6 separate regions of the Mus musculus genome follow, and all the other regions are linked to region 1. A link is a contact called in public HiChIP or PLAC-seq and promoter capture Hi-C data. All regions are on one chromosome and are shown on one strand. Each heading gives the region's core, a stretch centred on a gene start, on an enhancer-like site or on the middle of the called end of the contact. The rest is flanking DNA. Distances are from core to core; before and after follow the strand shown.

Region 1 (5,197 bases), core at 679-3,178:
GAATATCACAGGCACTAGTTTTAAAATATTAAGCATACTCCAAGAATAGAGGCTACTATTGTTTAGTTAAGAAATTAATATTGGTGTTTCTGTTTTTAAGTTATGGGTCTTGCTGGAATTCCACTACAGAAGTACCACAAACACGAAATGAGTGAAGCACGGTCATGCTTTTTGGGATCACTCTACAGTATCTGAAAGTTGTACACTAGGGTCTTACTTTTTTACTCGGGGGTGGGGGTCAGGCATTTTGGGAGGGTTTTCCTCTGGATTATTTTGAGGAAAACAATGCTTGTGAACAGAATATTTGTGAGCAGAGTATCAATCCCTGCTCACTTGGGCCGGCTATTTTAGAAATAGTTTCCACTTCAAGAGTCCAAAAGCAGAACTCAAAGGAATTTGAAACCTTGTTTCAACCATGTACCAGTAAATCTTTTGTTTACTGGTTTTGTTCTGTAGCTTTCAGGTCTAGAAATGCGGGCAGTTTTGAAAGATGACCTCGAGCTCTTCCCTAAATTGACTTGAGCAGAATTCGTACTCCTTTCTTTCTCAATTTCAGCACATTTCTAGTAATAGGAAGAAATAAAACCTAATCCATACCCTACATGATTAAACACTTCATGTTCAAAGAAAAAAAGCTCAATAATGCCTATAGTAATGCTTATAATGTGAATAGTAAAAATGCCAATTACAGACTGACTGCACCCAGATGCTATGAGCAACCTCCTTTAAAAGGAAGCAACTAACACAGAAAAGCCATTCCCCACTTTTGGTAACTCCCTTAGAAAAATCAGGAGGAACTTCTAGTAGAAACAGAGTGGAAAGGCAGTTTTCTGTCTGAACGCTTAGGGAGGGAGAGACAGTTAAAAATATTCACCAAAGACACAAGTAACCTAGCAACTAACTTCGGACAAATACAGTCTATCTACACTCCTCTGTATTAATTTAAAAGAAAATGTAGGCCAATAAGGAAACATCGCTTCGAATGCCTCAAATTCAAAGCAATAGTCCAGTACTCTAAACAGCTGTATAAATTCTTGAGTCCGATACTGTCTCATTCTTAAACCCTACAGTACATGGCACTTGGCTGTGTCTCAACTAATTCTGGTCAAACTGGACACTGGTAAATCTTCCCCAGTTGTTGTTGGCGGCGTATTGAGTCAAGGGCTGGTTAAGTTTAAAAAAAAAAAAAAAAAAAAATCTGTCTAGCTCATCTGCTAAGGGAGGGCAGTACTGAATCAACTTTTGTAATCCCCAACGTGCTTGGGCCGTGATTTGTAAGTGATCAAGTCCCTGGCTAGCCTGCACTGCTTCCGCTTGTGCAGTCATCTTCTTCCCCTCGCACTAAAACAATACCTTGGCCACCAGCCAAACTTTGAGCAGCAAGCGACTCTGCTGTTTATGGCCTGGAATGGGTGCTGAAATACCCAACCAAGGACGCTCTAGGCCCTCTGGGAGGCCTAAAGGAAGAGAGGTGGCCCTGGCTTTAAAACACTCCTATCCTCCGCCCCCTCCCTTTTGTCTCAGACACCAAAACAAACGAGCTGATACACGTGTCCCTATGACTCTTGTTTACTATCAAGACTGCGTTGTGCGCGTACCTCTGGGATATGTAGTTCAGTCAGCTCCTCCCCCCCGGTAATTTCCTCAGCTAAGGAGCAAGGCTGAGACTACTAACCCACAATCCACTTCGATAGCAAAGTTTGGCTCCCGTCCCCCGTGTCTCGGCAGCAATCCAATCCAAAGCGCTTTCTGTAGTGATTGACAAGCCACCTTCTCCAGTAAACACAAGAGAAAAGTCAATACATGCCCGCCCACCGAGACGGACTACGGCACTTTCCAATGGAAAGGCGGAACCTTAGAGTGGCAGTTCTTCAGACCAATTAAAGACGAGAAAGGTGGACGAAGGCTCAGCCCCCCGGGGGCTTCAGGGGAGGGGGAAGACGAAGCTTGAAAGACTTGGTAATGGCGACGGGTTTGGTAAGTAGGAAAGTTTCGGCTGAGGAGTAAACGCGGCGGTGGGAGTCGCGGCGCGCCACAGAGAGGTGGGCAGCCGTCGGGAAACGCGCAGGCAAGCAGCTGGCGACGCTGTCGCGACAGACGGCCTGCGTCCTGACTCTGTGTGGTCGCGGGGTTTCTGAGGGGTGGGGGGTGGGCAAGGGAGGGGCTGGAGCTTCGGGGCCGGGCAGCGGCCGCGAGAGCGGAGACCCTTGGGACTCTGGGCACTGGATCCCCTGCGCGGAACCCGCCGTCCGGGCCTCCCGGGAGCTCTCCGAGCCTGGACGGCCGCGGCTCCCAGGACTCGGGGTGGTGGGGGTGGCGGAGCTCGGGGCTCGGTGGCGCTCGCGGTGGGGGCCGGCGGGGAAGGGGCCGGGGCAGGGGAGGGGCCTGGCGCTCCGGAGGGCTCCGGAAAGTTTGCCTCGCCACTCCCCGCTGCGGGGGCCGAGGGCGGACGCCGGCCGCGAGCTCCAGCGGGCCGGGGGCTCCGGGGAGGCGAAGCTGCCTCCGGGGCCCGGGCCGGGCGGGGGAGCTCGCGGAGCCGTCGGGCCCGGGGCTCATTGTTACGCAGTTCGAATGAATGGGCTCCGAGGCGCCTGCGCGGTGCGCGGTGGGGCTGCGCTAAGGGGGAAAAACAAGCCTGGCGTCCAGGCTGCGGTCACATGATGGGGGGGAGGGGAGGAAGCGATGAATGGCGAAAGAGGTGGGGGTGGACTTGGCCGGCTCCGGGAGGCGCTGCTCGGCCTGACCCGGCGACTAGGCCCGCGGGCGAGGCCCGGCTCCTCCCTCTGCAGGCCGATTTAAACAAAACAAAAAGGAGTTGGGGCGCAGCCGGCTTCCCGAGCCTCGCTTTCGCGTGCTCCCGGCGCTGAGCGCTCCGGAGTTCACTCCCTGGGACTTCTCAGCCGGCGAAGGCACTGACAGCTGGGCGGGACACGGTTCCTGGCACTTTGTACCTGCTGGGGGGGACTCAGTTGGGCTTAAGGGAGCTTTATTCTCTAGGGAGAGGGGCGGGGGTTTAGGATGGGTTACAGTCGAAGAATGATTTTAGCAATTATAAATACTTAAGTAGTTACAGCGGTGATTTGGAGCCGTAATTTTGTGTTTTGGTTCCGGTGTTTCACCTCTCCCTTTAACCCCAGCTTTGTCGAACCAAGAGTATTGGGGGAAGTGGAGTTACATTGAAAAAAGAAAACTTAAGACAAGTTTTCGAGATACCTTAGGCTTTTGAACATTACTTCAACTCGACTAGTAAATTTCAGAACCTTTTTAAATTTTTTTCTATTATAGCTCCCAGTTTAGTTTTATAAACCTATTTATCTTTTCTTCCTGGGAAAGCCCTTCCTTTGTTAACTTCCCTGACTTAAATACAAGGATGCCCTCTCAGTGTTTTTTTTTTTTTTTGTCATACATTTCTCAAGTGAACTTGAAAGGCAGTTTGTTCCGCTCTTAATATACCGTCAGATTATCACTATTGTATTTTATCTTTAGACTCTGGGCCTGAAGGTTCTTTGTGTGCACCACAATCTGGTCTGTGTATCGGCTGGAAATAAAGATGTCAGTACTCTCTTACAAGTTCTCCTGTTATTCCCCAACTGCTAATAAAACAACGGCAGATGGTTTCTGTGTTTTAAATTTCACATGTGTACAAGAAGGGGAAAACAAATCTCATAATTCAGAAAATTTGAATCATTTCAATTGTTACTACCCAAAGTCAGTAATAATTCCGTGTACTTTCATATTTTGTTCTGCATTTACTTTACTCCTGGTCATACTTTATATTACATTTTCATTATGGAAGTTAGAATTTTTTAAACCCATACCTGGTCTGTAACCCCAGCACTTGGGAGGTATAAGCAGAAAAATGGGTCATGACCTTGGACACATACTGAGTTCCAGACCAGCCAGGGCTACTTGAAAAAAAGAGTGAAATTTAAAATTTAACCTTATTAGAGCATTTTTTTTTTTTTACTTTTTTTGGTTACTTCAGTGTGTGTGTGTGTGTGTGTGTGTGTGTGTGTGTGTGAGAGAGAGAGAGAGAGAGAGAGAGAGAGAAGACAGATGGCATAGTCTTCATTGAACTACCTGTCCTGAAGAGTCTGATGTCTAATCCAGGCTGGCCTTGAATTCCTGTCAGTCTTCCATCCTTAGCAATCCTTGAAAATAAAAAGCTATTAACGCTGCTATAGAAATGCTGCCTTGCTTGTTTGGTGATCTGTAACTCACTGTATAGACAGGCTGGACTAGAACTCACAGTGATCTTCCTGCCTCTGCCTCCTGAGTGCTAAGCCCACCAGGTCTGAACAAAAAAAAGAAGAGGCTGTTTTACAGGTTGTCGTAATATGAAAATGTCCAGGATTGTAATTAAGTTTAGGAGAGTATTTTCTGTCATATAAACATTTCATTTAAACATTGATTTATTTTTTTATTTTATGCGTGTGAAGGTTTTGTCGTCTTGTCTGTCTCTGTAGTACATGGCCTGCAGTACCCAAGGAGGCCAGAAGAGGTAGTGGGAGCTACCATCTGAAACTGAAGTTTACAGACCATAGTTAGCTGATGTGGGTGGGTGCTGGGAATTGAACCCACGGCCCCTGAAAAAGGAATCAACTAGCCCTTAAATCTTCAAAATGACTTGCCTTAAATATTACTTGAATTGGTTCATGGACGGTTACAGTCTGTATTAGTGTTTCATGTTGACTGAACATGAAAATAATTTTCTTAGATGTGATTTGTAATGTTCAGCAAAGGAGGATGTGAAATGTATTTTTTATACCTGTAACAATTTTGAGGAGTAAATAGGTTTCAGTTTATTGACAAATAAGGAAATAGGTATCAGTGGTTAGACTGTTCAAAGCACAAAGGCGGTATTAAGCAGTAAGTGTAAGCTATAGCAGTGTAGTTTACCAAACCCACAGTGTGGCTTCTTGTTTTCATTTCTTAGCTCAGTGGCAAGCTAGAGTAGTAGAAACACTTGTCAGAGAAGAGACATTTAGAATATTATTAAAGAACTGCAGTAAAGTCTGCTAACTGCTTTTGATATAGAACATTGAATTTGATACTTAGTTATTTAATATTTTTATAAAATAATAGTCAATATTTGATAGTTTTAGTGCCTTTTGTCACTTGTAAGCATATAATTCACTTTAAGTACTTCGATTTCTATCGTGAGAGTTCTTTGAAAACAATTTTCTTGGGTCTAGCA
Region 2 (5,197 bases), core at 756-3,255, 500 kb before region 1:
GTCTCTGGGTCTTTTATCTCATGACACTTAGCAGTATTTATAATAGCATGGGTGTATTTTTTTAGGCCTTCAAGAAGGGTGAAAATTTGGAACAGGTATGCTTGGTTCACGGTGTCCCTAAGGAGAGCAGCACTTTTTCTTTTGTAGAACATGATTTTAATATTTTCAACAGTTAATATTCAACAAAGCAGAATAATTATTTTAAGATATATTTAGTAGTTATGTCTCCCTTTTAATTTCTGATTTTATTAATTTGGATACTGTCTCTGGTTAGTCTGGCTAAAAGTTTATCTATTTTGTTGATTTTCTCAAAGAGCCAACTCCTGGTTTTGTTGATTCTTTGTGTAGTTCTTTTTGTTTCTTTTTGGTTGATTTCAACCCTGAGTTTGATTATTTCCTGTCATCTACTCCTCTTGAGTGTATTTGTTTCTTTTTGTTCTAGAGCATTCAGGTGTGCCAACAAGCTGCTAGTGTAATCTCTCTTCAGTTTCTTTTTGGAGGCACTTAGAGCTATGAGTTTCCCTCTTACCACTGCTTTCATTGTGCCCCATAAGTTTTGGTATAATGTGTCTTCATTTTCATTACATTCTAAAAAGCCTTTAATTTCTTTCTTTATTTCTTCCTTGACCAAGTTATCATTGAGTAGAGCATTGTTTAGCTTCTATGTGTATGTGTGCTTTCATTGTTTTTGTTGATATTTAAGACCAGCCTTAGTCCATGGTGATCTGATATGGTGCATGGGATTGTTTCAATCTTCTTGTATCTGTTGGAGCCTGTTTTGTGACTGATTATATGATCAGTTTTGGAGAAGGTACTGTGAGGTGCTGAGAAGAAGTTATATTCTTGTGCTTTAGGATGAAATGTTCTATAAATATCTGTTAGATCCATTTGGTTTATAATTTCTGTTAGTTTCAGTGTTCTCTGTTTAGTTTCTGTTTCCATGCTCTGTCCATTGCTGAGAGTGGGGTGTTGAAGTCTCCCAGTATTATTCTGTGGGGTGTGATGTGTGCTTTAACCAGACTAGATGGAGCCCATGCCACTGGTCAGGTGGAGTTCCTGGGTGCCCGGGTCCCACTGCTCCCAGTTACTTCTGTCTAGCACACTTGATATCTAGCAGATGTCTATTAGGCACTACTGTACTAAAAATAGAATGACAGTGGGCAGAGCCTAGAAAGTTCTAGTATATCTTCTGTGTGTGATCTTGTGCTATGGATTCCAGTTTAGTCCCTATCATTAAATCATAAATCATTTAATCTGTTACTTGAAGGTAGTACTTATTCGTATATTAAATGTATTAGTTATCTCAAAGGGAAACAGAAAGTATTGCATTTTTAGATAGTTCATATGTCAAATAGATGATATTTTAGCCTACAAAAGTCCTCACCTTTAGAGACAGTGACAAACAGAAATAGTGAAAAATCTGTTTGGAAAAGAAAACCTGATTATATGGTAAACACTGTGTAGAGTGTACCAGGTTATTTGCTATGTTGGTTGTATACTTCATGCTTCAGAGTAGGACTACTCCACTATGTTTCAGATAGTACTACCACCAGTGATGTACTAACAACAACAATAATAATCTCTGAGATATTATCTGCCCACAAACACAGAGCCAGGAAGGATGGATAAGCAAGAGCTTCACTCTGACTTTCCTAGTATAACCTCCAGGAAAGTGCTCGATCCTCCATTCTAATGCTCTCTTCTGACATTTTTAGATAACATTCATCAATGCTTGTTTTGTTTTTCATAAAAATTATCCATATTAAAGGTAAGGAATAATAAAGACTATTATTCAGAAGTAAGTACTTTCTCACTTTCAAGTTTCAGTTAGAGAGACTACAGGATTTATTTTAAACCCTAAAATCAAATTCAAATGTGCTTATAAATAACATGTGTCTGACTCAAACAATAAACAATAGACTTTGACCCACATATTTGGGAGATGTTTGGCTGCCTGGCATGTGTCACCCAGCTTGCAGGCTGGGTGAGCAGATGTTTAAGCGTGAGTAAGAGCAATAATGGTTCTTCTGTCACTCTTAGTGTACTAAGCCACAAGTAGCCAAGGAGACAGATTGCTCACTGAGAGAGAGAGAGAGAGAGAGAGAGAGAGAGAGAGAGAGAGAGAGAGACCTCCAAGATCTCCAAGGCTCTAGGCAAAGGCAGAGGAGAGCTCAGAAACCTCTTCAGATATGAATTTTTAAGAGTCCAGAAAAAATAAAAATCAAAACAAGTGTGTGTGTGTGTGTGTGTGTGTGTATGTGTGTGTGTGAGAGAGAGAGAGAGAGGGAGTGGAGAGAAGGATAGAGAGTAGAATATTTAGAATATATAGGGAGGATCTGGGAAGAGTTGGGGGAGAAGAAAACATGATTGAACTATGTAATACAAAAAATATAATTCAAGAAATCTGGAGAAAAAAGAAAAAAGAATTCTGAAAAACAGCTACTAGGAAAAGCAAGAGGCCATCATGAATATATGGTTGGAGCACAGTTCAATCCCTTTCTTTATGGGCTTTAATGCTCTAAACACCACATGGACTGTTTTAGAGAGGAATGCCACATTTCTGTTCAAGGGAAAGAGCATCCTATAAGAATTAAGAGAAAGCTGGGCCTGGTGACACATGCCTGTGATATGAACATTTAGAAAGTGCAAGTAGGAAGATCAGAAGTTGAAGGTTATTCTCTTCTAGTTAGCAAGATTGAGGTCAGCCTGAGAAAGGTGAGACTCTAAAAAGAGCAAAGCAGAGCAAATCAAAACAAGCAAAAAACCGAAGATAAACGAAAACCATATTCAAGAATTGCATACATTTCTTTATTCCTTATAGCAACTTCCCATTATTGGATTCATTTATCACAAATAGGGAAACCGTGGCCCAGAAACTTTAACTAACTTAACTCATCATCACATAATGTGTGATGGAGTAGTTATGAATCTAAATGTTTCTATGTCCGATCTCCCTTATAGTGTAGCTATGGGAAAACTGGTAGATTCATCATCTACTGAGGGAAAACTACAGAAGGGATCCTAAGGTTGAAATTCATGTGATTTCAGTGCAGTGTTGCACTCACCTTTCCAACTCCTTCAGCTCCCAGTATACCACGGTCACTGCATGTTTGTAGAATGATGGATGAGTAGACTAAATAGTGGGCAGATAGGTGCTTGGATAATCTCATCTCTAGGCCAGTGAAGTTGACTGATTTTTTTCCCAGATTGATGTAGGCAGGTAAAATAGGAAAAGCATTCTTTAGCAATCTGCCACTAATTATCTTGGCTATTTTGCTGGAAAGTTAAATACACATCTAGGTATTTGGGGGTGCTTTGGTTTCATAATAATAAGAGCTATCTTAGCTTTGTTTAGCCACCTTCAAGTAAGGCAGCAAGCCACTTGTCCCTTACCTGTATCTGTTTCTATCTAGTACATGCTAGGAGGACCACACCTCTCCATGCCAAGGTGACCTAGATGTGGTTCTGGTCTCACCCCCCCCCCCCTTTTTTTTCCTTTTTGGTTTTTATGAGACAGGCTTTCTCTGTATAGCCCTGGCTGTCCTGGAAATCCGAAATCCACCTGTCTCTGCCTCCCAAGTGCTGGGATTAAAGGCGTGCACCACCACCGTCCGGCGGGTCTCATCCCTTATTAACAATTTCCCATATCATGAATTAGCTCTGAGAGGTTAGTTTCAATTTCTCTTTAACTTAGTCTCATGGGATTAATTATTTCCCAAAGCAAATGCCAAGAAGTGCAATAAACTTTAAAGCTGTTTAAATGGGATAAATGAAAGTGTCATTATGGTGGCCAAGGAACCTCTCAATGGAATATGAATATAAGTGGGAGGAGAAGTATGTGAAAAGGAAGAGGAACTGGAGGTAATATTGCCACTTTGGCCTTTGGTCCCTTGGTGTATGTAGGGCTTGACTTCCTTGATGGACATGTGTCCTCATTACCCTTCTCTCTTTCAGAAGGAGATCTTACTTCATATTCAATAAAAATTTCCTGAAATATTCCTGGAAGTGTTTGAGAATAACAGTAATTTTCATCCTCATCCTTCTTCTTTTATTTAATTGGACATTTTATTTGTTTATATTTCAAATGCTATCCCCTTTCCCGGTTTCCCTTCTGCAAACCCCCTATCCTATCCCCCCTTACCCTGCTTCAATGACAGTGCTCCCCCCACCCACTCCTGCCTCTCCACCATAACATTCCTCTACACTGGGGCATCAAACCTTCATAGGACCAAGGGTCTACCCTCCCATTAATGTCAGATAAAGCCTCTTCAGCTCCTTCAGTCCTTCCCCTAACTCCACCATTGAGGTCCTTGTGCATCCGCATCTGTATTGGTCATGATCTGGCAAAGCCTCTTGGGAGACAGCTGTATCAGGCTCCTGTCAGCAAGTACTTCTTGGCATCAACAATAGTGTCTGGGTTTGGAGTCTGCATGTGGGATGGATCCTCAGATGGGGCAGTCTTTGGATGGCCTTTCATTCAGTCTCTGTTCCACTCCTTGTACCTGTATTTCCTTTAGACAGGAGGAATTCTGAGTTAAAATTTTGGAGATGGATGGGGAGCTCCATTCCTCAACCATGGGGCAGGGCATGCCTAACCTCCGGATATGGTCTCAACAGGTTCTCCCTCCCCTTTATGAGGTATTTCAGCTAATGTCATCCTTGTGAGGTCTTGGGAAGCTATTGCTTTCCTGGCATCTGGAACTTTCTGGTTGCTACCCCCAGTTCCACATCCCCCATTGCTACACACCTCTGTTCAATTTCCTGACCCTCTGTACATCTCCTCCCATACCTGATTCTGCCCCATCTTTTTCCCCTCCCCTTCCTCTCTTCCTCCCAAGTCCCTTTCACCCTCTACTTCTCTTGATTATATTGTTCCTCCTTCTAAATAGGACTAAAGCACCCAGTCTTTGGTCTTCCTTCCTCTTGAGCTTCATATGGTCCGTGGGTATTCCACACTCTTTGCCTAATATCCACTTATCAGTGAGAACATACCATGTGTGTTCTTCTGTGACTGAGTTACATCACTTGGGATGATATTTTCTAGATCCATCCATTTGCCTGCAAAATTCGCGAAGTCATTGTTTTTAATAGCTAAATAGTACTCCATTGTGTAAACGTACCACATTTTCTGTATCTATTCCTCTGTTGAGAGACATCTGGGTTATTTCCAGCTTCTGGGTATTATAAATATGGTTGT
Region 3 (5,197 bases), core at 1,338-3,837, 480 kb before region 1:
AGTGTCCTCGATGCACAGCAACTGTCCTCCTCAGGAGAAGCCTCGTTAAGCTTGTTTTCTTCTGACAGCTCTGTAGCTGCTGCAGACAATGCAGCTGAGTCAACTTACTATTGTTACACAGCTTTCCTTGCCTGGCTAGTGAAGGAGCTACTCTCAAATTTTTTTGGTTGCAGACTTTATTTTTGTGAAGAAATTTGACCATAAAGAGAAATCTGTTTTAAAATTTCCTAATCACTGCTTTCCCATGAGCAGGAAATTTTGGCATAGTTATTTAGTCTAGTTACGTTGATAACATACTATGGGTGTTTACACAGTGTTACTACCAGTAACAATCATGAAACTGTTTATACTCTCTTGTACCTGAAAATGTGATATTAAACGTACATTTCTCCTTTTTTATTGTCTTTCCTTGGTGCCTTAATAGGACTTACTGACTTCATTAATAAGTAACCAATAAAATAACATAACATAAAATAAATAAAAGGAGGAGTAGGGAGAACATCAGAGAGTTGGGAGTGAAGAATGGAAGGGAGAGAAAGGGCGAAGAAGAATAGGGAGGCAGGAGGGCTATAACCATATATCATTTGACATACTGGTGAATTCTAGCAGCATCTTGAATGATGCCAAGCCACAGTACAGAGTGATGAAAGTACCACACAGCCTGTGCCTCTGCCACGAAGCTCTGCCATTCTAGTTTGAAAGCAAACAGACAGCTGTAAACAGATTATTTCTTTTGACCAACTCTTTGCTAACATTATTGCTATTGTAAATCTTTGCTAACAATTTATAGCCCCCTAATCCCACAGATGGTTCTTTTAAAAGATGTAAACCACCGTACACGTGGGCACACAGCTGTACTCCTGGCCCTTGGGAGACAGAGAAAGGAGACTACAAGTTCAAGGAAAGCCTGGTCTACTACGCCAGGCCCAGTCCCAGTCCCAGGTTCTCTAGCTACATAGCAGTTCTCTATCCCTTCTCCAAAACAACAAAAAGTTCTAAGACACATTAGTTGTCAGGTTTGGGGAATGGGAAGAGAAGTTGACTAAATGATGTAGCAGAATCATGTGACTCCTAATGATGGTGACAGCTTCAAGAAGCTTTAACCACTAAGGAGGGTGGGCATCTCTGGGGACAAATCTCCTCTACTTGATCTCAGCTAAAATATTTGGAAAACACTGAAGATATCCAGAAGTGTTCCCTATACACCAATTTTATGATATGAGATAAGCCCAAAGGGAGGTCCAGATATATTCTTGCCTACTGTTTTAACCTCTACATAATCTTCAACTATATCTTCAAAACTGTGTCCACCACCTTTCCTTTTAGAACTATGAACTTAAACTAAGCATGCTTAAGGATGCAATTCTTTATTTTTATTTTTTATTGGATATTATCTTTATTTACATTTCAAATGTTATCCCCTTTCCTGGTTTCCCCCCCTCCCGAAAAGCTCCCTATGCCTTCCCCCCCTCCCCCTGATCACCAGTCCACCCACTCCTGCTTCCTGGCCCTGGCAGTCCCCTATACTGGGGCATAGAACCTTCACAGGACCAAGAGCCTCTCCTCCCATTGATGACCAACTAGGCCATTCTCTGCTACATATGCAGCTAGAGTCGTGAGTCCCACCATGTGTTTTCATTGGTTGGTGGTTTAGTCCCAGGGAGCTCTGGAGATACTGGTTAATTCATATTGTTGTTCCTCCTATGGGGCTGCAAACTCCTTCAGCTCCTTGGGTACTTTCTCTAGCTCCTTCATTGGGGACCCTGTGCTCAGTCCAATGGATGGCTGTGAGCATCCATTTCTGTATTTGTCAGGCTCTGGCAAAGCCTCTCAGAAGACAGCTATATCAGGAAACTCTTGTTGGCATCCCCAATAGTGTCTGGTTTTGGTGATTGTTTATGGGATGGATCCCCAGGTGGGGCAGTCTCTGGATGGTTATTCCTTCAGTCTCTGCTTCACACTTGGTCTCTGTAACTCCTTCCATGGATGCAATTCTTAACTGAGCATGCTCGGGAATGTATTCTTAACTGAGCATGTTCAGGAATGTGCCCACCTCAGAAGTGCTTTTTTTTTCTTTTTTTTTCTTTTTTTTTTTTTCGAGACAGTGTTTCTCTATATAGCCCTGTCTGTCCTGGAACTCACTTTGTAGGACAGTGCTTTTTTATTTACTTGCTTTTTTATCTACTATGTATAGGCTTCTCTCAGGCTTCCTTTGTTCAAGGTGGTCATTGTCTTATAAATACCTCCTTTGCTCTTCTTACCTCCAATAGATAATAAATCTCAGCTCTTTTATTTCTTGGCTGTGTTTGTTTTGGGTTCTACATTCACCAAGATGTGATCCCAATCATTTAGCTACAGATTGACAACTTAGTTTGAGACTTCCTGCTCAAAGGCACTGGGGATTTGTTGCTCAACTCCTAACAAGACAGGCAAGGAAGTCGGGTAGCATGTCCCAAGCTGACCCTGTACTGCTGGAAAAGAGGCCTGAGCCAGGGAAGGAGCATCTTCTTCAGGGCTGACTCACTGCTTCTGCTGTGTCATCAGGATTCTATGACAACTTGGCAGATATTCCAAACCTTTTGTTCAGAAGTTTCCTGAAACCAATGAATAGTGTTGAACTCTTGAGTCAGCTAATAGTCACCATAACAGAGCCAATAGGACAGAAAAGTGCTCAAGGCCAGCCATGAGCCCAAGACTACATTTTAATCTGGGGGTAAGGGTGATTGTGTGGGACTTTTACTGGGGAGTCACCACACTTATACACACACACACACACACACACACACACACACACACACACACACCTACTCACCTGGTTTAGGGAACCTACAATAGACCAAAGTAAGTACTCTATCAAAATACAACTTGGTGAACCAGTGAGGAGTGTGTGTGTGTGTGTGTGTGTGTGTGTGTGTGTGTGTGTGTTTTATTGAGGTTGCTGATAGGAGTGTGGGTGAAGGGTTACTTAAAGGAACAGGGATGACTCAAAAGTAATTGCATCACCCAAAAGCCCACCCTAACAGAGTGATGACTCACCAACCCTTCAGCCCTGGAGCAATGTACATTATTTACCAGCAACTCAACTAGGCCAAGAATCTCTGCTTACCAGTTCAGCTGATCAGAGTGTCCCCTGTCCCCACCCCTCCCCCACAAATATTTATGATGTCTTTAAGTTGGCAGGAGAGGAATATAGATCATATTTCAACTTTCCTAGACTTGTGAAGTTTCTTTCCTCCTGACTTTCATGATTATCCTTCTTTCAGGAGGGAAGGAACATTTCCATTGGGAGGAAGTGACTGTAAAATGAAGGTGAAAGACAGTCTCTTTGTGGGCTGCCAGTAGGCCAGAAACTGTGTCTTCCATCTTGGGATAAAGATTTGAACATAAAAGGCTTCAGAGGTCTAGTTAGTAAACAGAAATTGAAGAAATGACTGCCAGTGGTTTCAAATTTGGGGTTTGGGAAACATCTACCCTGAAGGTTTGAATAAAGACAAGCAGCTCTGACAAGGAGGGCAGGGTCCCAACAGGTCAGCTTTTATATTCTGGAGCCCACAAGTGGGTAGTGTGACACTTTCAATGCTGTAAAAATGCCAGAGCCAAAATCTTTATCTGTGGAAATAGAGAAGTCTCATTTTCACTTGTCTCTTATTTTTTTCTAATAAAGAAATCTGTTGTTCATCCTGGGGGAGAGTTGCTTCCTCTATTACTGTCAGATTGCGATTCTTCACCAAAAGACACACAGTCACACACACACACACACACACACACACAGAGAGAGAGAGAGAGAGAGAGAGAGAGAGAGAGAGACAGAGACAGAGACAGAGACAGAGACAGAGACAGAGACAGAGTGGGGAATATAAGTGAAAGGGTCTCTTTGGGGCTGAGGAATGCCTTTTGTGTCCTATAACTGATCTACTTGGACTCCCAAGTATGAGCTGATAATAATAGTGACCATTTTAAAACCTATTATGAAAGTAACATCCATTTGAATGCTATTTCCATCTCTAGCGTGTATATCATTTGATACTCAGTTTACAGTAAGCCCGTAGTAAATATCAACTTAAACGGAGAGAAAGTCAAAGAAATCCCACTAAAGTCAGGAGCCAGACAAGGCTGTCCATCTCTCTATATACCTATTCAGTAGAGTACTTGAAGTCTTATCTAGAGCAGCTGGAGGAGATCAAGGGGATACAAATTGGAAGGGGAGTAGTAGAAATATATATATTTACAAATGATATAATACTATGTATAAGTGGTCCTAAACATTCTTCCAGAAAATTCTTCCAGCTGATAAACACTTTAAGCAAAGAAGCTGGGTACAAAATTAACTTACAAAAATTAGTACCCCTTCTATATACAAATGACAAATGTATTGATAAAGAAATTAAGGAAATTATACTTTTCACAATAGCCTCAAATACTAAGAAATATTGTGGGGGTAACTCTAACCAAGCAAGTGAAGACCTTATATGAAAAAACCAACCAACCAACCAAACAAACAAACAAAAACTTCAAGACATTGAAGAAAGAAAGTGAAGAAGATATCAGAAGTTGGAAAGATTTCCCATAGTCATGGATTGGTAGGATTAACATAATAAAAATGGCCTCCTAATAAAAGCAATCTACAGAGTCAATGCAATCTCCACACAATTTTTCACAGATACAAAAAGACCCAGGATAACTAAAACAATCCTGAATAGTAAAAGAACAGCAGGAGGTATCCCTATTCTTGGTTTTAATTTATAGTACTAAAAACACTATGGTATTAGCATAGAAAATAGACATGTTGATCAACAGAAAAAAATTAGAGGCTCAGATATAAATGACAAACCCCCATACACCTGATTTTTGATAAAGAAGCCAGAAACTCACACTGGGTGCACAGCACTTTCAACAAATGGGGCTGTTCAACTGCACTTCTGAGAGTAACAATGCAAATAGACCTAGGCTTATCAATCATCCCACACAAGATTCAACCATAAATGGGTCAAAGATCTCAACATTAAAATGACACACTTTATAAAAGTAAAGTGAGAGAGTAGAAGTGAAAGGGAGAAGTAGTCTGAACTCATTTCTCATTGGCAAAGAGAAAACCTTGCTGAACCGAACATTGTTAGCATGGGAAATAAGATCAACAACAAATGGAACCTCATGAAACTAAAAGGCATTGCAAAGGGCACTATCATTTGGCCAAAAC
Region 4 (5,197 bases), core at 1,042-3,541, 390 kb before region 1:
CCGTGGGGAATTTTCTGGATAGGTTGAAGCCTTTAGGTATGTACATGAGGAATTGTCTTATGTTTGTTTGTAACAGGGTGCAGGTGGTTTTCTAGGTGGTTGTCATTCCTTGCCATGAACAAAGAATTGCATCATAGGGAAAGACAGAAACTCAAGTGTGGAGAAAGGAGCAACTTATTTTTAGGGATGCAAGAGGTTTAAGGCTGAAAGTCTGCTAAACAGAAGCTGGCTTGGGTATTTTATGGGGCTTCTAGGACCTGCTCCTTACCCTGTCAGTCCCTTTTGGAAAAGTACCCCGTGCCCACCTTACCCCAACCCTACTTCATGTCACTGCCATCACACATCCCACCCCATGCCCTACCTCTACCCCATCTACATGCCTTCTTGAAGTTTTCTCCTGTTCCTTTTAGGAACAAGAAGTTGCCATCTCAGGGACCCCACATTTTATCCACCTGTCTGCCTTCATTAGAAATGGGACTGGGTGCTGCCCTTCCAGCAGGTTGCCAAGTTTGTTCCCTGGCACAGACAAAGAATTGAATGACACATTGCTGAGAAGGGTAAAATAACTCTATCCCTTCCAGCTGGGATGGGAGAAACCTAAGACTGGATAACCTCTAAGCAGATCACAGGCTTGGGTATTTTAGGGGGGCTCCCTGGGTCCTCCCATTTCCTTTTTTGGTCTTGTTTTTTAAAATATTTTTATTAGGTATTTTCCTCATTTATATTTCCAATGCTATCCCAAAAAACCCATACCCTCCCCCCCCCCGCGCTGCCCTACCCACCCACTCCCACTTTTTGGCCCTGGCGTTCCCCTGTACTGGGACATATAAAGTTTGCATATCCAGTGGGCCTCTCTTTCCAGTGATGGCTGACTAGGCATTCTTTTGATACATATGCAGCTAGAGTTAAGAGCTCTGGGGTACTGGTTAGTTCATAATGTTATTCCACCTATAGGGTTTGCAGATCCCTTTAGCTCCTTTGGGTATTTTCTCTAGTTCCTCCATTGGGGGCCCTGTGATCCATCCAATAGCTGACTGTGAGCATCCACTTCTGTGTTTGCTAGGCCCCGGCATAGTCTCACAAGAGAGAGCTATATCTGGGTCCTTTCAGCAAAATCTTGCTAGTATATGCAATGGTGTCAGCGTTTGGAGGCTGATTATGGGATGGATCCCTGGATATGGCAGTCTCTAGATGGTCCATCCTTTTGTCTTGTTTAGATACATCCCAACTCTGGTGCCCCAACTCCGGTGCCTTCTTGCAGTTTCTCTTTGAATTGTTTTCTGGGAACAAGAACCTGCCATTTCAGGAACCTGCTTTCACTTTCCCTTTGTCCTGTGACCATCTAACTCTCCTTTCAATGAGAAGACCTGCTCACTATGAGTGGTGCCATCCCCTGGGTTTGTGTCCTGAACTACCTTAGAGACAGACAGTGAATTGAGAATTAGTAAGCAAGCTAACGCTCATTCTCTCAACTGGAGTTAGCTTCTTCTAGGTTCTTCCTGCTGCTTTGACTTCCCTGAAGCAATATACTGCAAGCTGGGTGAGCTAAATTAAACCCTACACCCCCAACCCTGCCCAAGTTGCTCTTGTCAAAGTATTTTGTCACAACAACTGGAAACAAAACTAGGACAGTCTCCTGTACATTGTTCTCTTGAGCAGCCATTTTGTGATGGGTATGATGAGGATTTAGAGTTGTATAAGGTTTCTCATGAGATTTTAAACTGTTTATCATAAGAATGTTTCCTTTCTTTTATGCATGATTTGAAGGCACAACTTCTAAAGTTATAAAGAGAAAATTTAAAAGCACAAAGCTACTAAAGTGGGTGACAAATTTAGAATCCATGTCTATAAATATCTTCCCAGTTTAAGAACAACACAAACAGGCAAAACATCAAGGGCTATGATCAGCTAGATCAGTTCCCTCTTCAAACCAAAACCAAAACCAAACACCAGCTTGGGGGAGAGGAAAGATGGCTCAATAGATAAAAAGTGTTTGCCCTGTAAGCATGAGGATCTGCATTTGAATCTGCAGAACCTAAGTGAAAGCCAGATGTGGTAGCACATGTCTGAACTCCCAGTGCTATTACAGCACAGTGGGAGGCAGAAACAGAAGAATCCTATCCTTGGACGCTCATTGGCCAGCTGGCCTGGTATACACTGGGATCAACAACAAAAGAGATCATGATTTCAAACAAGGTGGAAGGCAAGGAGTGGTTCTGAGGTTGTCCTGACCTTCTGTGCGTGTCACAGCAAATGCATGTGAAAGAAAACAAACAAACCAAAAACATAAGCTAAGATTTTTGTCTTAGGTATGGCATGTGTCAGATAAGCTTTTAATGAGTCTCCTCTGGTTTTACAACTGTGTCATCTTCCCATCAGAGATAATGTCTAATATTTATAGTGTTGGAAGTTTAACCAGTGTTATATCTGCAGTGTAGGAATTAAAAAGATTAATGAAAATAGAGTAGCTTCATTAAGCCAAACTCTTCCAAGTTTCCTTGTTTCTAAATGTGTTTCATTCTTTTCTGAAGATCTGGTCTATTAAGATGTCTGAAGTGTGTGTCCCCTGGGTGTACTTAAACAAGAAGTTCTGCATGGCTGCTGTGCCAGACGCTGCTTCTGTGAATGAAGAATATACTCCAGTAAGCAGTGGTGTGTGGAGATCCTGAAAAAGAATGACACTGGTGGCAGAGCCTCAGCCCCTCTGTGAATGCTAAACAGTTCAGCAAGCAATAGAGCAAATTCTGCCTACTCAAATGGAAATGTATGTGCAGACCACTCAGTCCTACTTAACAGCTAGAAGGCACATGACTTTGATGGGCTTACTGTGATCTCTCAAGAAAAACAGGAGTCAAGTTATTAAGTGTTTATTTAGCATCCTGAGAGAGAGAGAGAGAGAGAGAGAGAGAGAGAGAGAGAGAGAGAGAGAGGAAAGGAGGGAGGGAGGAAGGGAGAGGGAGAGGGAGGGAGGGAGGGAGAGGGATGAAGGGAGGGAGGGAGGGAGGGAGGGAGGGAGGGAGGGAGGGAGGGAGGGAGAGAGAGAGAGAGTATTAGTGTAAATGTTTTTCTCACAGCAGGACCAAAATATCTATTTTGTTCACTGCAATATATTTAGCTTCTAGTGTTGGTTCAAGATGTCTTGAAGGAGGTTGCCTGGTCCAGTGTGAGATGAAGACACTTGACTGTACCCCCTTTACATCTCTATTAGCACAGCTATCCCAACATCAGTTCTAAGTGGGAGTCAGGAAGTTTTCTTGATGTCTGCAACATCAGCTATTTAGACCACATTGGTATCTTTCAAATAGAAGTTCAATTAGTAAGTCACAACCCATATATTTTCTTATAATGATGAAAGGGAAAGAATATTTAGGTCTTTCCAAAGAGCGTATTAGTAAGTAAGCCTAAGGTTGTCTTATGAAATGTATATTATGACTGCCAAGGGTGAGATGTGGTAAGAGGGAAAGATAGAGAAAAGGAGACTATGCATGTTGGCCAATGAATGGTCTTATGAATATTACATTTGAGTAGTATCTACCAGAGAATGAATGAGCTCACATTTTTCAAAGAGATGCTATAGTTTTCTGATTATCCAAATTCTGCATGAATATTAGGTTACTTATGCTCTCATGTTTTAACAGACTGTTGCTTGACCAATCATGGGTTCTAGGTTCACAAGATGGAGAGGCAAGTCCAGGGATTGTCCTGCAAATTGACTGTATACAAACATGTACTGCACAGCCCCACCCCCATCCCCTGTTCAACATCTGGCCTCAGAGCAGCACCTTTATGACAGTGACATTTCATCACCACCCTAAGTCCAAAATGTATATCAGAGCCCTCTCAGTAGTATACATTGTATGTTCTTAGAAAAGGCATGTGACGTAGATCCACTATTATAATATCATTCAGTGATGTCATTGCCCTAACAACCTTCTCTGTCTGCCTATCAACCCACTCCTTTTCTTGATCTCTCTCTAGTCTCCATAACTTTGCCTTTTCCATAATGTTGTATACTTTGGAACATCACATATGTATTCAGTCTGGATTGGCTTCTTCTATTTTGGGCTGTACATTTGTGATTCTTAGATACCTTTTCATGGCTTAATAGCTATATTATTTGTGGTTCTGAATAATAGTACATTGCTAAAATTTACACCACCTATCCATTTCCTTGTTATCTTAATCCAGTTTTTGTTGTTATATAACAAAGAACCTGAGACTGGGTACTGCAGTAAGGAAAGTTTGTTTCGATGTGGTTCTGTTTTGCAGGCTAAGTTGGGCAACTACATCCAAGGAAGGCCTTATGCTGTAGGAGATGTGTTGACTTTTCAGCTAGTCTGTACAGATCTCATCTTCAGGACCTGGGATCTGAGGGCCTGAGAGAATGGGGAAGACTACAGTCTAAGGCTGTTAACAACCTTACTTCAGTTCCAGTGTATTTTTATACTTGAATATAACAAAGAAAGCAGTGGCCCAAGAAAGGTTGTTTGAGTTCAGAAAAACATGATCAGAAAAAACATGTAGATAAATTCCAGTAGGCACATACTAAATATTAATAGAGCAGCCTTTTCCAGAACTTTCTCAGGACAGAACAATTAAAACACAATTGCCTGACACATATTAAACATTATACCTGGGAAGGCATGAAAGCAAGGCAGAGGCCATATGCAGATTCAGGGCACACTGGCCAGATTGGGGTTTATGGTTATGATCTGACATCCAACAAGAATAAACATCTAATAAATTGAATATTAATATTTGTCATAAGAGGCATGAAATCACACCCAAGAACAATCCAGTGAACAGAATGCACCTGTAGTAAAAGACCCACTGCCTGTTCTCCTGGAGCCTCTCTCACAGGTCCCCAAGGCATTAGTCATCATGTGTCATCCTTGTGACCACGTTCCAACAGAGATGGCATAATATTCTCCAGCAGCAAATGGTGGGTGCAGAAGAGAGGTCATGTGGTGAGAGAAAGAGAAAGTGAACCAAGAAAGCCAAACTTGCTGGCCACTGTAGCACACACCTTTAATCCAAGCACTCTGGGAAGGCAGAGGCAGGAGGAGCTCTGTGAGTTCGAGGCTAGTCTAGTCTACATAGTGAATTCCAGGACAGCCAGGGCTATCGAGAGAGACCCTGTCTCAAAATGACAACAGAAAAGGAGAGAAAACTTAATGTCCCATAAAGGATAAGCTGC
Region 5 (5,197 bases), core at 1,509-4,008, 340 kb after region 1:
TGTTCTGTTGTGCAGAAAAACATGTAGGTGTTTCAGATCTGTGTTGTAAATACAAATGTTCTTGCCTCAGCAAAAGAGCTGTGGGCTTGAAAACTTTCCTATAAACATGGTTTTGTAAAAATCAGTCACATTTTCTTCTGTCATCATATATTATTTCTTTGATAGAAGGAATCACAAGGAGAGAGCCTTGATAGAATAGTGCATTGCTTATCTTAAGCCTTAATATTTCCAACACATAAATTTAAAAAAAAAAATTGAGAAAGACAAAGTAAGCACCAGTCTGGGATATCAGTTGAGAAACTGCACTGTAGGATCAAATTGGTGCATCCTAAATCTAAGTCTACAAAGCCAACTGTTACTGTGCTGAAAAAGTCCCAGTAGTTCTTAGTATATCAATACTCATAGTAAAGTCGATACTCCAAACCCATCGTCATTCTAACAACATATTGAGTGTGGGTAGCTTGACACCCCTCCCCAGCCCCCACTGCAGGCAGTGTGTCAGCATGTGGAGGCAGATAATGCTAGACATTGGCCAGACACAAGGAAACCTGCCAGGTATTCATAGTTAAGACTGTTGGCTAAAGTGATGGTGAATGCATAGGCCTTCTCCAGTTTCAAATCTCTTCCACTACTTTAGGTTGAAGGTAAATAGGATTCGGTGACTAAATCAAGACCTACTTGAGATCATTACGAGTTTAGGTTTCCTTTAAGTTGCTCTCAGCACAATAGAAGTTCTCTGAAATATTACTTGCTATTGTTAAAGATCTATTTATATTATTTGGACAGGAGTAATTTCATGGAGGCATGTTTGAATTTTAAATTGAAATTCCAAAGATAAAAGCTAATTCTATATACAAAAACCCAGATGAGGATATTTCATGTGCTGCATAATTCTTTAGTCAACTTCACTATATTTTTTTAATTTTTAATTTTCTTATATGTGTGGGTGTTTTCCCTTTATATTTGTATGTGCACTACATGTGTGCCTGGTGCCCTCGGAAGCCAGAAGAGGGCATCAGATACCCTAGAAATGGAATTGTAGACGGTTGTAAGCTTCCACGTGGGTGCTGTGAACTGAATCCAGGTTCTCTGGAAGAGCAGCATCTCATCAACCCCTAAAATGTGTCTAAATTTAGGCCGTGAAACAAAAGCAGCAGCCAAAGACAGCTTAGAGTCAGTGCATTAGAAATCCAGACCCCTTCTAAACAAGATTGTCCCGGTATAGCTGCAGACTCAAAAGTCTTCTTTTCATTTAATATTATTATATCTACTGTAATTCAAAAAGATGTAGATATAGTTAGGAAAGTTTAACATTTATGCAAAAATTAATTTAGTAGTTCCTATTCTCTGCAATGATGATTTTTTTAACTCATAAAATGTTCCTATTAATCCTTTTAGAGAATGTAAGGAAGTATTTCAAAAGTACATTTAATTAGTAAAAATAATGTTACAAAATCTTTTTTATATCTGACAGGGATCTCTTATTTTGTGAGTAGATAATATAACATTAAAACCAAAACAAACCAAAACAAAGCCAGGAGTTTAGCTCAGTTCATTCAATGTTTGTCTCGCACACACAAAACTCTGTATTTATTCCCTAACACTTCATAAACTAGGCATGATGGTTCACGACATTGATGTGAAAGGGGTCTTACCTACAGACTGGGTTTCAGACCAGCCTTGCCAGCATAAAACTGTAGTAATATTAATAATAACTGTTGTTGTTGTTATTATTATTATTATTATTATTATTATTATTATTATTTCAGTCAATAAAGTGCTTGTCAAGCAAGGAGGACCTGAAGCTGGGCATAGTGACATACACCTTTAATCCCAGCCCTTGGGAGGCAGAGCCAGGCAGATTTCTATGAGTTTAAGGACTGCCTAGTTTACATAGTTCCAGGATAGATAGAGCTACATAGTGACAGTGAGATCTGTCTTGAAAACAAGCAAACAAAAGAAGGCCTGAGTTCAAGCCCTAGCAGCCGTGTTAAAGCCAGCATGGTGACAGTCAACTATAGTTAGAGCTCTGGGGAAGCAAAAATAGAAGGATCTTTGGGGCTTGCTGGCCTAAGTCTTTGTGTGATCAGTAAGCAACCAGGTTCAGTGCACCCAGTGTTGACCTCTGGCTTCCATAAGTACACAGCATAAATAAATGTAAAAAGACAAGAAGCTCTAGCAAGGTTGCTCAGCAGTAAAAGTATTCACTGCCACCACTCACTATCTGAGATGGAGCCCTAAGATCCACGAGATAAAAAGCAGGAGCCAGCTCCCTCAGCTTGTCCTCTTACCTCCATGTCTGTGCTTGCACGCATTGTCACACTCTCTCTCACACAACAAACACTAAGAATAACTGAATGAATGAATGAATAAACTGTAATGTTTTCCAAATATGATAATAGGTGATGTTCCTCTCCAAGCAATTTAGTTTCCTCTTTCTTTAGCACTCAAAATTTATGATTTACACTTTACAAAGCTGAGGCTTGAGGGAGGCTGAGGTGTTTAGGATATTCAGTCAGGTCAAAGCCACAGAGGGAGTCAGATGCACACTAAAATTTAAAAAACAACTTGTAATTCTGAGATACTTTAAACTTTAGCTTCTTAATCCTGATTAAAACCAAACTCAATATTGCTTCAGTATTTATTTAACAGAAAATGTGGGTGTTTGGAGAAAATGAACTCTTTAATAATATTGGCATTGCGTTTATAATCTGATAAGAAGCTATCGGTCCTGTGTTGAAATGTAGACTCTCTGACTCCTTTCAATGGGAGTCAGGGTTGAAGTCAAAGCAGCCTTGTCCTGTTTGAGTGAGTCTTGTCTGGTTCCTGCAAGGTGTGTAATATTTTCTGAACACATTTCATTAACATGGAGTACTGTTTTAGGTACCTTCCTTAGTGACCTTGAGACGCTCAAAAGCTCTGTTTCCAGAGATGTTTCTTTGGCTGTTTTCTGGACTTATACCAGACAAATTCATACAGACAAGACTAAGAAACTGTATCAGCTGATAAAGTTTTATATGATTAACAGTACAGTGCCCAACACACAGCTGCATCAAATACTCATTTAAATATTTCCAAAATTGGGGATATTAAGATGACATTGCTTAAGAACTTTTCAGAATGATCTTTTAGTCATCCTGGTATGTTATAGGCTGTTTCCCAAAGGAATTTTCTCTTGTGCTTCTATGATCCATCTTAAATATTTTCTCCAAAGTTATTTAGAGAAAATAAAGTACTAAATATAAAGGCTTACTTAAGCCAATTTTAGCGCCAAAACAGAAAAGTAGTATTCTTTACTTTATTCTTACACTCTCCCAGGGGCTGGAAAAATGACTCAGCAGTTAAGAGCACTTGTTTCTGGACTAGAGAGATGGCTAAGTGGTTAAGAGCACTTGTTGCTCTTCCAGAGAAGCAGCGTTTGTTTGCCAGCACCCCCATGGCGGTTTACAATTGTGTGTCACTCAGTTCCAAGGAATCCAGTGCTCTTTTCTAACCTCCTGGGGCTTCTGCTTGCACATAGCGTATATACATAAACTCCTGCACACACATAGAATAAATATTTTTAAAAGAACATTATACTAGTAAATATTCCAATTTTAAATCCCTGGCTCAGATTTTGACCAGTTAGTAAGCTATTTCTGTGTTTCAGTACATTAATATTATCTCTGAGATCAGAAGAGAGCACACATATCCCAGAGCACCTAATTTGTACTCAAGACAACCTAGTCAGGTGCAAGGATCTAGTCTTTCACTTTAATAGTCCATTTAACAATAAGTCTGCTATCCCAGTGTGTTGAGTAATTGGGAAAGGGCTTTGTTATGAAAAATGAGATCCTAAGATGTAAAGAATTTGTAAAGCTCATAATAGAAATAAACCTGTGTGTAGAAAACCTACTGTTCAAAAGATTAACTTAAAGACCCTTCAGAATAATTAGTAGTTGTTGTTCCTACAACTATATCTTCCTCAGTGTTTCTTCTTATAGCTAGAGGAAATATCTAGAACTCAAATATTGAATGCATTTAGGCCATGGTAAAGCTACATGGGACCTAACTAGACATGACAGTACCTGTACCTCATGCCTTTAAGAACAGGACTGTCACAGGCATGGTGCACCCTAATCTCAGCACCAGAGAGGCAGAGGCAGGTGGATCTCTGTGAGTTCATGACTAGCCTGATCTACAAAGCTAGTTTCAGACCAGCCAAGCTGTTTGTTATACAGAGAAATCCTGTCTCAAAAACCAAAACAAAAATACAGGATTACACTTGTAACTTGCTTTACTTAAAAAGAAATCATTAGGGCTGCCAACCTTAGAGCAAAGGTTATCCAGCAATTCATGCCTCCTTAAAAAGGAACCTGGGAGAAAGCATGGAAACCTATAATACTAGGATTACAGGGGTGGAGACAGCAGGATCAGAAGTTCAAAGCCATGCTTCACTACAACTCACAATCACATTCGGCCTGGGCAATTAGAGACTGTCTCAGAGACAAACAAGAATTGAGGCACAGTCCCTGATCCTTTTTCCTACTCCTTTCCCTTTCCTTTTTAATTTTTTTTATCACCAAAATTTTTTATTAGAAATTAGATTACAGTGCTAGGCAGTGGTGGCACACGCCTTTAATCCTAGCACTTGGGAGACAGAGGCAGGCAGATTTCTGAGTTCAAGGCCAGCCTGGTCTACAGAGTGAGAGTTTAGGACAGCCAGTGCTACACAGAGAAACCCTGTCTAAAAAAACAAAACAAAACAACAACAACAAAAAAAAAACCCCAGAAATTATAGAAGCAGTACATTTATTATGAACAAATAAAAATTAATCACCAAATTTTAAGAATTCTTCAAAACATTCTTTGTAAATCATCTAACATGAAGAATAATTAACACTTTTCTTAAAAAATATACCTGTTGCCAGGCATGTTGGCACTCACCTGAAAACCCAGCACTTTAGTGGCTAAGAGCAAAAGAATTATGAGTTAGAGGCACCCGGGTTATATAGCATGACCCTGATTCAAAAAGGAAAATATATACCTCTTAAGGGAAAAGCAAATGTTTAATGACTTTTCTAGATAAAGCGTGTCTAGCTAGGACAGAGCCTGAGTGTAAAGAAGGTACGTGTACCTAAGTGCTGGCAGCGTGCAATAGAGACTTCAGTATGGGGCCAGGGGACAGTAGACTTGTGTGCCCTTTTTAAAATACTGT
Region 6 (5,197 bases), core at 1,397-3,896, 260 kb before region 1:
CTCCACAATGACTCCAAGCATCACATGGCCGTTAGCACACTCAAAATGTGTAAGATATTGCATACGTATATAATATAGCTAGTAGTTTTGTTCAGTTGAAAATAAACGATTTCTAACAACTTTCTAAAATGGGGGGCGGTTGTGACATTTTGAGCAGATTAGAAAGCTAAGGCAGATGAATTGGCATATATTAGGTCCCCCAAATGAACAAGAGTAAACATATATAACAGAAAAGTCTGTGCCTCTATGGTGCCATGATGGTTGGACTACTGTAGTAGTGACATTGCACAGACCCTTTTCTGCTTCATGATGAAACAGAAAATGCCTATGCATGGTGCTCTGCTTGCCAACAATACTGTGGATAATCTCGGAGGACCAAATGCAAAGAGCATCCCTCAGATGGAACAACTAATTTCTTAATCTGTTTCTCCATGAGCACTGCCTACTCTGTCTTCTGCTTTGAATTGATTCCATCTTGTCATTCCTACGATAGCTATATTCTAAATGTAACCTGATTATTCCATTGAGAATATAGTGCTAGATGCATGAGACTCTCAGAATGGACAAAACAGCAGCACGCTATCACTACCATAAGTGACGTAGCCTGGAGATCGGCTGACCCCAAATTTCTGGGGATAAAATTTCCTTATTAGGAAAATGAGGTTCCATATGGAGAAGTACACACAGAGAAAAGAGGCACCAGGCATGTCTCATTACTTCTGCCTAACAATATTCACTACAAATAGTAAATTTTAGTGGCTGTATGAGCAATTGAAGACGATCATAGGACGTTTAATCTCAAACCACCGGTAAGCCTAAAGTATTTGAAAGTTTAGTCAGAGAATTGACATTTTTTTCACATGAGTGAACTTAGCTGAATAGTCCTTTCAAAAGAAAAAGGACCCAAGAGCCTGAGTCTAGCATTTCTGAAAGCGTGCATATGCATGTGTGTGTAAAGCTGGAAAGCTGAGAATTAGTCAGCTCACAGTCCCCTCAGGTCAGCGTCCCCTCTGAAGAGCCCTACTCACTTCACCTGCTGTCAGGGCCCCCCCAAACACACACACACACACACACACACACACTGAGTGAAGCATAACTTGGTAAGTCTTCCCCCCTAAACAATTCAAGCTACCCTGAGACTTGTAAAGATACCAACCTCTCAAGGAAGTATGCTTACATAGAAATATGCTTTGGAAAGCTGAAATACCCCCTTTACATATCTGAAATTCAGCAGCCTTTGAATCAAGACTTGACCACTGCTATTGACTCTTAAACCACTATTTTAAAGCTAAGACCCAAAGGACTTTATCTTTTATGTACTGTTTTCCTTGTTGCTGTGACAAAGCATCCAACAGAAGCAATTTAAGGCAGAACGGGAGTTATTTTGGTTCCCAATTTGAGGGTACAGTGCATCGTGGCAGGAAAGTCATGCCGGCAGGATCATAGAGCAGCTGCTAACATTGCATCTGCCATCAGGAAGCAGATGAACAGGGCCTGCCGTTCTCTGGCTTTCTCCCATCCAGAACTGCAGCTCCCATGTTTAGAGTGGACCTTTATATACTTCACCTAAGCCAGTCTAGAGACAGGCTTATAGGGATGCACAGAGATTTGTCTCTTAGATTCCAGATCCTGTCACGTTTACAATCTGTACGAACCATCACAAGGACTGTGTGAGAGGAAATAGAACAGGTCAGAGACTCTATCTCAATATCCACGAAGCTCAAAGAAACTCATGAGGCTGTGCTTCGGAGGGCTGTGTGAGGCTCCTCTATCCTTCTTGCTGTTCCAGCTGGAATCCTTGACAGCCTAGTGGGGGAGAATAAGCCCTGGTATAGAGACCCCTGGAACAGGGGACGACTGGCTATGCTTAGGGTTGTAGAAGGAATTGAGGTTACTTGGAAAATATAGGACTGCTTTAAGAAGAATTCAGAGCCTGCCTCCTCCCTGTTCTCCAAGCCTGTGGAAACTGGAAGCCATCTCTCAGTGATTACCTGCCTGGAGCAGGCAGTTTCTAGCTCCCTAATGTCGCCAGGAGAGCAATGTCCTCCTGTTTTGTCTGACTAATTCATTTTCACACACACACACACACACACACACACACACACTCAGCATATCAGCAACAGGCACACACATTGCATGCTGCAGGACTTTCAGTTTGTGATATTTTGAGACTTGAATGGTCTAGAAGGGAGGCAGGGGGAGGTCTCACCAATGTAAGGAAGTGAGTTCCCAGGCTTTGCTCTTGCAAGCATCCAGACTGAGCCCAACAGTCCACAGTTACAACACACACACACACACACACACACACACACACACACTAGGGCTTATTCGAATTCTCAAAGGGAAATAGATTTCACTACAAGCAATCCAATACTGTGGCTACGCAGCCCTTTCTTCTACTTATTGCTAGCTACACACACGCTTCATTTGTTTATGCCTTGGGTATATTTTTGGTTTGTCTGAGTCTCTCACAATCTTTGAAGAGTTAATTCAAAGAGTGAGAGAAATAGTAAGGCAAACACCGTTCTCTGTTCCGCTCTGCTCTGTGTGTGCTTCAGCAGGAAATGCATTTCTGACACTTTTAAAATGAGCAATCACATGTATAATCAACTTGGTTAAAACTTCCTTCCTGGTAACTGCAACACTTCCTCTGCATCTGGATATGAAGGGAGCCCCAGAAAAGAGGAAGAGACGAGGTGCCCCGGGTAGGTCTAGATTCGTTTTTTTTTTTTTTTTCCTAAAGTAAACAAATGATCCTCCTCCGCATCACCTCCAGGGCTGCCTCAGGTACGACTGCTTTCTGTTGTTTGCTCTTTGCTTGGTATGACTTGGAACAGTAACACCTTCCTTCTCAGCTAGAATCTTTTTGTCTGGATCCATTGCCGGTTCAAGCTGAGCCAACCCCCGAGCGTCTGAGTTTCCTTGTCTCGGCGCGCTTAGACTGTGTACATCCACAAAGTTCCGTCCAGCAAGGGCTTGCAGGTGCACTAGTTCTTTCTGTTTTTGTTTGTGCGGAAAGGGGCGGCCACAGAGCCCGTGACGGACAGGCTCCAGAGTCGACCAAGTGCTTGCTTGGGAATTCTGTCCAGACAGTGTTTTTGTAAGAGGACAAAGCTACTTAGTCCCAGCCATGAGGAAACCCAGTGAGTATTTGGTCAGCCTTTTCTCTTCTGTACCTTGTATCGTGCTATATAGCGTGAGTTCCTGCTGTCACTGAGGCAGATAACTGAGTTATATTTGTATGCTTAAATTTGGACATGTTTTATTTTAAGTTCATGTCAGTATCAAAATAGTTTATGGTTCTTTTCTTTGTTGGTTATTCTATACTATACCAAAAGACCAAAGTGAATGCTTTAAGCTACCAAGCAACAGTTGTTTGGGACAGTTGGTTTCATTTATTTACTAAGTATAGCTTCATTATATTTTAAAAGGAGGGAGAATTGACTTTTAAAATAGTTTAACCCAAGAATTGTACATAAGTTGAGATCCAATGTAACTTGTCTTTTATAGCTTTTAATCAAGATCTCCTTTGGGGTATATAATTAACACTCCACTGTTCTTCAGGAAAAACTAATTATGGATCTCATTAACATCAATTAGAGAGTAAATGATATTTTCTGAAATATTTTGTTTCAATATTTGAATGTGGTTTAGAATATAATGTAGTACCAATGTAGCAATGTTAAATATTAAAATCAAAATTTTTATGAATCATTTTTATGGATTATTTTTTAGTTTTGGAACTCTGAGCATTTCAGTCATTAGTTGATGGGTTCATAGTTATGCTTAAATACCTTGTAGAGGGCAAATACCTAAATATAGGTAATATGATGGGAACAAATTTGTAAATTCCTGCTATGGAGATGAAAATATTAGGACATAAGGAAACTGAATTATTGTTTCGGGTCATGGGAGGGCAGGAATCACGTCTTCTACTGTGTCCCCTCTAAAGCAGAGGCAGGCCAAACCAACTGGCTCAGTTAAAATTACCTAAAAGTTCATATTGGTAAAGTCCATGTATGTTAGCACCTCCCCCTGCCCTAATATAGCAGTGATAGCTGGAATGCTCTGCATTCCATGACCAAAATGGTATGTGTGGGGACACGGCTTTGATTACAATCTTCACCAGTTTTACTACACTTGAGTTTTATGAATGGAATGACTAGCTTTCTTATATAGAAAGAAAAAATGAAAAGAAAGAAGACAGGAAGTTGACTAGGGAGACTGGGTTCAGACAGTTTGAAAATAGAGAAGATGAAGCAAGATTGGGTGTCTAGGTTAGAGAAGTGTGAGACTGAACAGAGGAAATGCATCGGCATTGGCTTGTTCTCAAAGTGATGTTCAGGGTCTCACACCGCACCTTAGGGACTCAGCCTTTGCCCTCCACTGTACTGTCTTATGCATCTGTGAGTTTCAGGGTACTTACAAACAGTTGCCATTTTGAGCCAGTAAATGACAGACACTGTGCTAGATGAGGGTTTAACATATTTTTGTGCACATGTGAGGGCGGTATATTGTGTGGTGTGAGCATATGTGTGTGCAGGTGTGCAAGTATACCTGCAGAGGACAGAGGAGACTCTCTCCACCTTATTCCTTTCAGACTGGGTCTCTCACTGAACCTGGAGCTAGGCTGGGAGACAGACAGCAAGCCCCAGTAAGTTTTCTCATCTCTGCTCTCCTCCCAACACAGAGAGAGAGAGAGACAGACAGACAGACAGACAGAGACAGACAGAGACAGAGAGAAAACGTTAGAGACAGACAGACAGAGACAGAAAGAGAGAGAGACCCACCCCTGGGGTTACAGGTCCATGGGGACAATGGTAATGCTTATATGGGAGGTAGGGTATGAACTCTGACCTTATGTTTGTACAGGAAGCACTTTTATCCACTGAGCCATCTCTCCAGGCCCATGGTGCATTAAATGAAAACATCATACACACACACACACACACACACACACACACACACACATACACACACACAAAACTAAAGAAACGGTGTCAGCATGGTTTTTTAAAAAGCTGCGCTGCCTTATTTAACTTTTACCTCCATCTTCTATTTGTAAATAATCAAATTTACATATAAAAATCAGGCTCGGATATTAGGTAGGCTACATCACTCAAACAGTAAGTAGCTGGCAGGGATTCATGTTCTGACCAGCGCTGCTAAAGTCAGCGCTGCCTCCATCTTTCTTGGT

What was found. Promoter capture Hi-C pulls out the DNA fragments that hold promoters and counts their contacts. HiChIP or PLAC-seq counts read pairs in DNA pulled down with a chosen protein or histone mark. Capture Hi-C pulls out chosen DNA fragments and counts their contacts.
Region 2: a contact with region 1 is called in an HNF4G HiChIP or PLAC-seq map of pancreatic cancer cells. The contact joins the enhancer-like site here to the promoter of Hbp1 in region 1. A contact is called at or near these places in 3 of 39 promoter capture datasets (the 3T3-L1 cell line and hippocampal neurons), 1 of 115 datasets of contacts at active chromatin or transcription factors (pancreatic cancer cells) and 1 of 9 other capture datasets (macrophages).
Region 3: a contact with region 1 is called in an H3K4me3 HiChIP or PLAC-seq map of bone marrow-derived macrophages, with 10 times the contacts expected there. The contact joins the enhancer-like site here to the promoter of Hbp1 in region 1. A contact is called at or near these places in 4 of 39 promoter capture datasets (the 3T3-L1 cell line, 3T3-L1-derived adipocytes and liver), 1 of 15 datasets of contacts at CTCF or cohesin (the NIH/3T3 cell line), 1 of 484 Hi-C or Micro-C datasets (adipose-derived mesenchymal stem cells), 1 of 115 datasets of contacts at active chromatin or transcription factors (bone marrow-derived macrophages) and 1 of 9 other capture datasets (bone marrow-derived macrophages).
Region 4: a contact with region 1 is called in a promoter capture Hi-C map of the C10 cell line, with 4 times the contacts expected there. The contact joins the enhancer-like site here to the promoter of Hbp1 in region 1. A contact is called at or near these places in 4 of 39 promoter capture datasets (the 3T3-L1 cell line, the C10 cell line and liver), 1 of 15 datasets of contacts at CTCF or cohesin (the NIH/3T3 cell line), 1 of 484 Hi-C or Micro-C datasets (uterus), 3 of 115 datasets of contacts at active chromatin or transcription factors (T-cell acute lymphoblastic leukemia, bone marrow-derived macrophages and large pre-B cells) and 1 of 9 other capture datasets (embryonic stem cells).
Region 5: a promoter capture Hi-C map of the C10 cell line shows a contact between it and region 1, with 2.6 times the contacts expected there. The contact joins the enhancer-like site here to the promoter of Hbp1 in region 1. A contact is called at or near these places in 2 of 39 promoter capture datasets (the C10 cell line and HPC-7-derived erythroid cells), 1 of 484 Hi-C or Micro-C datasets (hematopoietic stem and progenitor cells), 5 of 115 datasets of contacts at active chromatin or transcription factors (embryonic basal ganglia, embryonic stem cells, extraembryonic endoderm stem cells and 1 more) and 2 of 9 other capture datasets (adipose tissue and pancreatic islet).
Region 6: a contact with region 1 is called in a promoter capture Hi-C map of liver. The contact joins the promoter of Pik3cg here to the promoter of Hbp1 in region 1. A contact is called at or near these places in 14 of 39 promoter capture datasets (3T3-L1-derived adipocytes, the C10 cell line, the HPC-7 cell line and 9 more), 4 of 15 datasets of contacts at CTCF or cohesin (CD8 T cells, the NIH/3T3 cell line, large pre-B cells and 1 more), 14 of 484 Hi-C or Micro-C datasets (the 63-12 cell line, B cells, CD4 T cells and 10 more), 31 of 115 datasets of contacts at active chromatin or transcription factors (the 230-238 cell line, CD8 T cells, DN3 thymocytes and 18 more) and 6 of 9 other capture datasets (adipose tissue, bone marrow-derived macrophages, embryonic stem cells and 3 more).

The regions. Positions count from the first base shown.
Region 1 is chr12:31,946,976-31,952,172 of GRCm38.p6, reverse strand. Hbp1 (high mobility group box transcription factor 1) reads left to right here and starts at 1,928. Exons shown (of 11, transcript NM_153198.3): 1 at 1,928-1,977. The coding sequence starts at 1,963.
Region 2 is chr12:32,448,214-32,453,410 of GRCm38.p6, reverse strand. No RefSeq gene overlaps it. Among named protein-coding and RNA genes, the nearest start is that of Gm40375, 53 kb to the right of the region's middle. Within about 2 kb of position 2,005, at least 19 of the 459 cell types and tissues checked have an H3K27ac peak or open chromatin away from gene starts, as enhancers often do.
Region 3 is chr12:32,432,606-32,437,802 of GRCm38.p6, reverse strand. No RefSeq gene overlaps it. Among named protein-coding and RNA genes, the nearest start is that of Gm40375, 37 kb to the right of the region's middle. Within about 2 kb of position 2,587, at least 57 of the 459 cell types and tissues checked have an H3K27ac peak or open chromatin away from gene starts, as enhancers often do. A contact at or near this core is called in the NIH/3T3 cell line, adipose-derived mesenchymal stem cells and bone marrow-derived macrophages, where this site is marked.
Region 4 is chr12:32,336,750-32,341,946 of GRCm38.p6, reverse strand. No RefSeq gene overlaps it. Among named protein-coding and RNA genes, the nearest start is that of Ccdc71l, 39 kb to the left of the region's middle. Within about 2 kb of position 2,291, at least 28 of the 459 cell types and tissues checked have an H3K27ac peak or open chromatin away from gene starts, as enhancers often do. A contact at or near this core is called in uterus, where this site is marked.
Region 5 is chr12:31,611,707-31,616,903 of GRCm38.p6, reverse strand. All of the region lies in intron 6 of Bcap29 (B cell receptor associated protein 29), which reads left to right. Among named protein-coding and RNA genes, the nearest start is that of Bcap29, 20 kb to the left of the region's middle. Within about 2 kb of position 2,758, at least 6 of the 459 cell types and tissues checked have an H3K27ac peak or open chromatin away from gene starts, as enhancers often do.
Region 6 is chr12:32,206,108-32,211,304 of GRCm38.p6, reverse strand. Pik3cg (phosphatidylinositol-4,5-bisphosphate 3-kinase catalytic subunit gamma) reads left to right here and starts at 2,646. Exons shown (of 11, transcript NM_001146200.2): 1 at 2,646-2,787.